Linked DNA regions of Rattus norvegicus: region 2 is linked to region 1. A link is a contact called in public HiChIP or PLAC-seq data. All regions are on one chromosome and are shown on one strand. Each heading gives the region's core, a stretch centred on a gene start, on an enhancer-like site or on the middle of the called end of the contact. The rest is flanking DNA. Distances are from core to core; before and after follow the strand shown.

What was found. HiChIP or PLAC-seq counts read pairs in DNA pulled down with a chosen protein or histone mark.
Region 2: an H3K27ac HiChIP or PLAC-seq map of oligodendrocytes shows a contact between it and region 1, with 3 times the contacts expected there. The contact joins the promoter of Kdm4a here to the promoter of Ipo13 in region 1. A contact is called at or near these places in 1 of 12 Hi-C or Micro-C datasets (kidney) and 1 of 1 datasets of contacts at active chromatin or transcription factors (oligodendrocytes).

The regions. Positions count from the first base shown.
Region 1 is chr5:136,737,719-136,741,932 of GRCr8, reverse strand. It overlaps Ipo13 (importin 13), which reads left to right and starts at 2,455. Exons shown (of 20, transcript NM_053778.2): 1 at 2,455-3,178. The coding sequence starts at 3,095.
Region 2 is chr5:137,002,500-137,006,713 of GRCr8, reverse strand. Kdm4a (lysine demethylase 4A) reads left to right here and starts at 1,802. Exons shown (of 21, transcript NM_001107966.1): 1 at 1,802-1,917.

The DNA.
Region 1 (4,214 bases), core at 1,206-3,705:
GATGTCACCCGTCCACCTTGCCAACCATTAGGCTACCTTTGAGGATTCCTATCTCTGAGAAACCTTCAGCCAGCAGCAGACCTGGCATGGTTCACACCCTAAGGCCTGGAGTCAGTTCTTTCTTTTGGCTCCCTGACTCCCTCCCTTTGAAGTCTCCTACCTTTACCCTCTTCCCTTTCCTCCTTCAGTTTCCTCCACACTTCGGACAGATTTTTCTAAAATGTAAATGTATCATGAGTGCTGATCTGAAAAGCCATCTAAGTCTCATATGCAGTTAGGGACATGTCTACACTCCTGCAGGGTTTTACCGCCCTGCACTGCTCCTCACAACCACCTGTCAGTCATCCCCTCCCTCCTCCACATCCTCACAGCGTCCCTTTTTTTTTGGGGGGGGGTCTTTTTTTTCGGAGCTGGAGCTGGGGACCGAACCCAGGGCCTTGTGCTTCCTAGTCAAGCGCTCTACCACTGAGCTAAATCCCCAACCCCTCCTCACAGTGTCCCTTAAGCAGACTCGCAGTCACTAGTGTTCTTTAAAATGTTTTGGCTTTTGTTGTTTTTGAGACGGGGTCTTATAGCTCTAGCTGTCCTGGAACTCACTGTGTAGACCAGGCTGGTCTCAAACTCACAGGGATCCAATTGGCTTCTTTTAAAAACACTGTAATTTTTTTTGGGGGGGGGGCAATGATTTGCTGACTAGTTTCGATGGATAGACTTCTTTTAGCAGCTAAGTGAGTCATTCTCCTTCCCAGGCTTTGAGAATTCTTCAAGATCTTATCAAGTTTCTTCTCCTTTGGGAAGTGTTCATCGACCTTCTCTGGCCTCAGAGGCTCCTTCCAGCGCCAGCTTCCTCCCTTAGAGCACAAGTGTAGCCTAGTGTGGTAGGACACATGTAAGGTCCTGTATGGTTGTCTCCAGTCCTTGTCTTAATCTGTTTCCTCCCCAGGTTTACAAAATGTTTGCTCCTCCTAATGGTATGGCAGGCTGTGTTGGGAAAAGTTTAGTCAATAAGGAGGGAGAAGCCATACAGTAAACCCAAATCAAATTTAATATAATTTAGTCTAAAAAAAAGTTTTAGGCTGGGAGTGATGGTGCATACCTTTAATTCCAGCACTCTGGAGCAGACAGGTGGGTATCAGTTAGTTGGAAGCCAGAGTTTCAAGACAGCCAGGGACTCACAGAGAAACCCAGTCTTAAAAAAAAAAAAAAAAAAAAAAAAGAAAAGAAAAGAAAAGAAAAAAGGAAAAAATCAAAGCAAAAAGAAAGATCCTTCCATTTGAAATAATTTTCTTCCCTGCTGACAGGAGTCAATGAAAGGAAAAGTTGAGGCGGCAGAAGAAGTGCATGCTGGGAGCAGGGGCTTGCCTTCTTCCTCCAACCTTGACTTTTCCATTTTAGCTGAGGACAATGAATAAAAACACCCACCTCAAGCCTGTGAGATCCCCACTTGAAAACAAAGAAGGTGGAGGATGTGGTCCAGCTGACAGGGTGCACAGTGCTTAGGTGAGATTCATAGCATCTCAGACACCCAGTTTGGTGACACACTCCTGTAATCCCCGGGAGTGTTGGGTTTAAAGGTTTGCACCACCACCCCTGGTAAGAGATTCCATCTCAAAACAAACCAACCCACCACAGCGTGAAATATAATGAAAACCTTACGATTTCTCCTCCCCTCCCTTCTCCTCCCCTCCCTTAAACTCTCTCTCTCTCTCTCCACACACACACACACACACACACACACACACACACACACACACACACACACACACACACCCCACAAACGCGCGCGCGCGAACGGATATGATTTCCTGGTTGCTCACAAGCTGATCCATAGTGCTTTTTTTTTTTTTTTTTTTCTTAAATTGTGGGGCACCAAGTAACTCCTATCTCTTCTTCTTTGGCGGGTACTGATAGTTCATCAAAACCACCAGTTCCCTATGCCTGAGCGCCGGCCGTACTTGACCCTCTCCCCTCTTTTCTTGGCTTCCAACTCCATCTACAAGCATCCCAAGAATCATGTCTTCGCAGGAGTTGCACTCCTAGGCAATGTGACTGAGCAAGATGGTCCTCTGCCGTAAGCCGAGAATAGGATAGGGCTCCATAGGACCCCAACCCACGTGCTCCGAGACTCCCTCCTCACCGGCCGCCTTCCGGTCGGGCGGAAACTACGTTTCCCAAGGTGCATAGGGGCGGGTCCTTGCTTCGGGCAGGGGCCCCTGGCGGTGTGCCGTTCCTTCGCCTGTTCCGGGGCGCGCGAGCTAGCACGAGAACAGGGCCAAAGACCCGGAATGAGTTTCCGCGCAGTTCCGCCATGCCGAACCTGGATGTGCTTGGCCGTGCCGGGCCAGGACAGGCGTGGGTGGGGGCCTGAATTGGTGGTACTGGGGACAGGCGCTCCGGTCAGCCCGCGTCTTGCTGAGGTCCCCGCCCCGTCCCGGCCGGGCCGGCCCGTCTGTCAGTCACTGGGGCGGAGGCAGCGACCATAGCGGGGCCAAAGCCGGGAGGCGAGCATATCGCGGGCCAGGAGAACGGAGGGAACCTAGCTCAGCCCCTCAACTCTACCGACTCTGCCCCAGACTCACGAAACTGCAACCCTGTGCTTCCTTGGATGTCTCCGTATCTCGCGAAGGGCTCTCTCCAGGGTGATCTCCCAGCCCCCTGACCTCACAGCATCTAGAAGCTCATCCAGACTAGGGTGTTATGGGTACAGGCCGTTGACCCTGTGACCCCTCACGGGCCAGGGCCTCTGTTTCCCCTGTAGGCCTTCCTCCCCTATGACTTTTGATTCAAGGGACAGAGCCGTGACCTCCCACTAGGACCCTTGTCTGAGAGCACCTCACTGAGGCCTCCCTTTTGGGAGCCGCCTTAGCGCGGATCCCCTCCGAAGAGCACATCTTTTGACCTCTGCAACCCCCACCCCCACCCCACTACCACCAAAGGAGGTGGGCAGGCCTCGGCAGCCATGCCCGCCCTGGGCATCCCCTCATCCCATCGCTTCCTGGGTACTCAAGCCGGGGTCTAGCAGGGGGCTGACAGCCAAAAGGGCTGGGGCAAGAGAGAGATCAGGGTCCACCTCCCTGCCAGGCAGGGAGCAAAAATGGAGCGGCGGGAGGAGCAGCTGGGGGCTGCAGGGGCTGGAGCAGCACCAGCCTTGGACTTCACTGTGGAGAACGTGGAGAAGGTATGAGGGCCTTGGGGTGGGCACTTCAGTGACAGAGCAGAAGTTCTGGGGACTGACACTAATGCCAGAGCTCAGGCCTGGCTGGGCTCAGTGCCCGCTGGGATGATGCCCCCAGAGCACCTGGTATTTACCGTCTCTCTTGGACAGCAGTGTTGCAGTGCCTAATGGGCTATTTTTGGCTTTCTGTAGACGCAGGTCCCCTTTCAGATAGATATTCTAGCATCTTAGATTGTTAAACCCTAAAGGGTTAGGGTGCCGAAGGGCTTAGACTTAGGAACTCACAAGATCTGCCATCCCCCACCCCCACCTTAGAAACCACACTGATGCTGAGCTGTCCTGGACCCGACTCACTTTTTTTCAGTCAAAGGCACACAAAGATATCTGGAACTAAAACCGTCTGACTTAGTTTTTCATTCATCTTCAGAAAGGGTCTTTTCCTTATTGGATGGAAGTCAAACCGGTCCTGGGCAGGCAGGAGTGTGTCTGGCTCTCTTGCTTTGTGCTGGGTCCAAGGGGCTTGGCTCTGCTGGCAACTTTACAGGGCCCTTCCTTCCTTACCTACCTGCCCACATGGCTTTCTGCCATGGCCTCCTTCCGTACTTCTCCACTGCCCAGGCTATCTTATTTTATTCTATTCTTCTCCCAGCAGCCTGGAATGCAGGAATGCACCCACCAACCCACCCCCATACTCCCAGGGATGGCCGGAGAGATAGGGATACCTTGCTGGTTAGCAAGGGGCACCCTTAAACACATTTGCTGTTCTTGAGGCTTGTTTGCTTAACAAATGTTGAGAAAGCATCTCTTCTGTGTCTGTCTCCTGTCCCCTTTTGCATCCCTGAGTGGCTGAACCAGGGACAGTAGCCATAACTGGCTTTCAGGGGGGTACAGATTTGGTTAATCCTAGTTGAATGGAGTCCATTTGGGGAACCTGGCCCTTGGGGCTGGACAGTGTTGGCATGGTGGCACATGGCTTCATGTGCTGCCAGGGAGATGAGCCATTGTTTTCTCTCTGCATGAAGTCTCATTGGAATTGGGC
Region 2 (4,214 bases), core at 553-3,052, 270 kb before region 1:
GGTGCCGGGACACTGGGAACCGGGCTGCCTTTGGAGGGATGCGGCAGGGGTGTCCTCGGGAGTGGTTCGTGGTGGGGTGGTGGGGTGGGTGGGGGAGGGTGTGTGTGTCGGTGGGTGTGGTGTTGGGAGGGTAGGTGGGGGGTGGGTGTGGGGTGGGGAGGGTAGGTGCGGGGTGGGTGGGGGTGGGGGTAGGGGTGGGTGGGTGTGGGTGTGGGGCAAAGGGTGGGGGTGGGCCAAGGGGGTCGGAGAGTGCAGGAATTTCACCCGCCTCTGCCTCCTGAGTGTGAGATTGTGCCGTTGTGCACAGCCTAAATAGATGTAATTTTAAGAACTAGGGAACAAGTTTTTTGTTTTGTTTTGAGACAAGGTCTAAAATGTACCCATGGCTGTCCTAGAACTCCCTATTCCAGGCTGGCATCCCGTTTTTTTTTTTGAAGCAACATTTTCATCAGATATGAGCTCAGATAGTTAACCCATAACATTCTATGAAGTATCTCCTTTAGTTTCGGTAAACTCTTGCCATCCATCTCAACTCCCCTGAATTTCTTCCCCTTGAAAAAATCTAGGCATGCATGAGAAGTTGTTTAAAAACACGTTTTTTTTGGTTGGGGATTTAGCTCAGTGGTAGAGCGCTTGCCTAGGAAGCGCAAGGCCCTGGGTTCGGTCCCCAGCTCCGAAAAAAAAAAAAAGAATAAAAACACGTTTTTTAAAAAAAAATTATCTATTTATTTAGTGTGTTTGGGGTGGCAGCGCTGGCACTGCATCCCACAAAAGTCGGAGGACATCTTGTGAACTTGTATTGATTCTTTCCTCAACGGCTTATCTCAGATCATAAGGCTTCTGCCTTTCCTCTCTGTCATCTCTCTGTACCCAGGGGTTAGTTTTGAAAGCAGTTCAGACACAATACAATTCCTTCTGGTACTATCGGGAATTTTGCTCATGTTTTAAGTCTGGGTGAGTTCTCTTCCTTATTTGACCTGTAAGGGTGTTATAGGTCTGTTACCATCTCCTTCCTCATCGTCCTTGACAATCTGGGAACTCCTTAAGGCTGCTCACTCACAGCCTCTCAGGAACTGCTCCTAATGACTTCGAGGGATCCCTTTCGGGCCCCCTGAAGTGCCTTTAATGATTCTTAGAATCACCCTCTTCCCTCCAAGAGTTGCTAATGACCCAAAATTTTCGCTCAAGGGGAGCCGCTTTTTAAAAACCCCAGGGATATCTTCCTTTAGGATCTGTCCTAATGATCCCCCCAGGGCTCCTTCTCCTGGAACAGATCCCTACCTACCCCGCCTTGCCAGCAGGCGAGGGGCTTCTTAGAACGTAAGACTTTGAGAACTGAGAGTCCTGGACAAACCCGGACATGCTGGTCACGTTCTCTGAACTCCTTGACTTTTGAAACTTTCCCGAGGTCTTCCATCGCCTTTATATCTTAGGCAAACGAATTACTCCAAGAAAACTTAGGCTTATCCTTTCGCTAGAAACATCCTATACCCACCTGCTCGCCCTTCCCCACAACCGGCCAGCCCATTTCAGGGTACTCGCTTCTTTCTACTAACCAGCTTAGCTATGGAGATCTGAGTCAGCTTCTGATAGGCTAACTCTGGATCCAGCCCTGATGCTCAGTGGCCCCAGTCCCGAGAGGTTCAGCGTTTTCTCCTGGCAACAGCCCGAGAACGACGTTCATAGGCTAAACGGACTCGTAGTCCCAGACGCCGAGCAGCTGTTGTGAGCGCTCATTGGTTAGCTGAGGATTTAAAGCCACCCTTGGGTTGGTTGACTATGGGCTCTGTGAGGCTGCGCAGAGTCCGACTTTAAAGGAGGCGGAGCTTTGTCTTTCGCCCTCAAGAAAGACAGTGGGATCGGCGAGTGGCGACAGCAGGAATCGAGCCTGAGCCCTGCTAGGGCTTTAGGCTCCAGGTGAGAGCCATCGGGCTTTGGATCCCTGAGGGTTTGATGCTGCCAAAACCCTGGCCGTGAGCTCCGGTGGGGGAGGGTGGTGAGGTGGGTCTTTCTGTGCTCCGTGATCGATATGTGGTTTGAGCAATAGAAAAAGGAGCTTCTAAAATGAGTTTTGCGATTGGTTCTTTCCAATCTCCAGTGGCCAATGGACGTCGGGAGAGGGGGGCGGGCCCACTGGGCCTTATTTTCTTCTTCCTGCGGCCGGGCCTCCCTCGTCTAGGCGGTGGGGCCGGGAGGGGCAGTGTCTGTAAGTGGTGTGGTGCGGGGACACTGGGAACCGGGCTGCCTTTGGAGGGATGCCGCGGGGGTGGCCGCGGGGGCGGAGAGTGCGGGAGTTTCAGGCCACTGTTAGCAACAGCTGCCTTTATGGAGTGCTTACCGGGCCTAGCGTCTTGGTTTCGCTTGCATCATCTGAGTTAATCATACGATCCAGCAGGGCAGGGGTTTGGGATCCCCATTTTGCAGGTGGAGAAACTGAAACTCATCTAGTCCACTCACACAGCCAAGGTGTTAAAAAGTAGCAGAGGTCAGACCAGTATTCAAGAGTTTTCACTCTAGAGCCGAAGGTTTAGATCCCCGTACTCTTTGCTTTGTTGCTGAATGCGGACGGGAAGGTGCCCCAGAACAGATTTTCCCTAGGGAATATATTGCAGGAACGGAACCCTAGGGTTAAAGTAATGGGATAACCCTCTAAAGTGAGCAGAGGAAATGAGTTTTTCAGCAGTTACTGAGTGCCTACTTTGCGGCATGCATTGTTCTAGGTTCTGGACACACAAAGATAAATAGAGCCCGAGGCGGATGAAGCAACGTTATGACCCCCTTTGAAGCCTAGGGGAGGAGCCCCAGTCCGATATTTACGTTACATTTTTTGCAAAAATTTCAAAAGTAGAATATATTGAAAATCTCCCTTTAGAGGAAAATTGAATTAGGCTTCAAGTTCTTCCACACTTGGATATTCTCTTGCAGAGGTCTTAGTTCAGCTAAGTATTAGGGATGAGGTAGCAGAAAGTGGTGGAAGATGCTTTAGGGAGGGGACTGTGGATACCGTTCCTGATATGTAAAGCAGGGATAACAGTATATCTGTTATGCAAAGTTAATGAAAAGTGTCTAGCCAAAAATACCTCACTTGGGGTGGAATGGAAGCCCAAAAGTTACGATGCCAGGGTTTCTATTCTGCTATCTTGCATGGTTTTACTCCATGCTGCTTCTCATCCCGTGCCAGGTTGTGGGACGGTTGTAGACAGTTTCCTATAGTAAGTAGGACTGCCGGTGGCTTTGAGGAAGCAGAACTCTTAGGCTGTGGGTGAGGAGGTCCAGTAAAGGACATACTAGATTTGCTTCTCAACTGGCTCCTTTTTAGCATGCATTGTCTTTTTCTAGTTGTGGCGATCTGTTGCATTGCCCACACTGGACTTAGGGTCTGCCCACTTACTCAAGGACCTTATCCAAAAATACACAGTATTTTCCTCTCTGCCCTTGGGAAGTTTACCCTGTATTGCCAGCTCATTGCCTGGTTTCAGTGCAGTCGAGCCGACTGAGTAGTTGTTCCCCGAGTGCTGCCGAAACTGTTTTGATTTAGATTGAACAGTTTCACTGTAGTGTTCTAAACTCCAGGCATACTGTTAATATCAATGCCCTTTTAAGACACGAAACTCCTGAAGCTTTATACTCTGTAGCTAAGTCACTTTTCAGGAGTATAGAGTCTTGTAAAGCCGTGCTCTAGGAAAGAGCCCAGAGGAAGCTTTTTAGATGCAGTCGTAGTTTAACGAAGGGATTACTGCTGCTCACTGGTGACACACACTGTTAATCCCAGCACTTGGGAGGCAGAGGTAGGTTCGGTCAAGCCTGGTCTACATAGGGAGTTCCAGGACAGCCAGGGCTACATAAATAGGGGAGTAACTAACTTAAAGCAGCCAGGGTAAAATTTAAAGGTAAATAGATCAGATGTATTTTATATAGGTCCAATAACTAAATGATGATAGCTTTGTTTACCTGGGCTTTTTTTCTTTTTCTTTTTGCTAACACAATGTCTTATTGAGTGAGGTCTGGATATAGATAGTTATAGACAGTTTTGGCCATCAGGTTTTTGTTTGTTTGGTTTGGTTTTCTGAAACATGGTTTCTCTGTGTAGTTCTTGCTGTCCTAGAATTCACTCTGTAGACCAGGCTGGCCTGCCTCTGGCTCCTGAGTACTGGGCTGGAAGGAGTATACCACCGCCACATTTCCTTTTCCTTGACCAGCTGCACTTGTTGTAG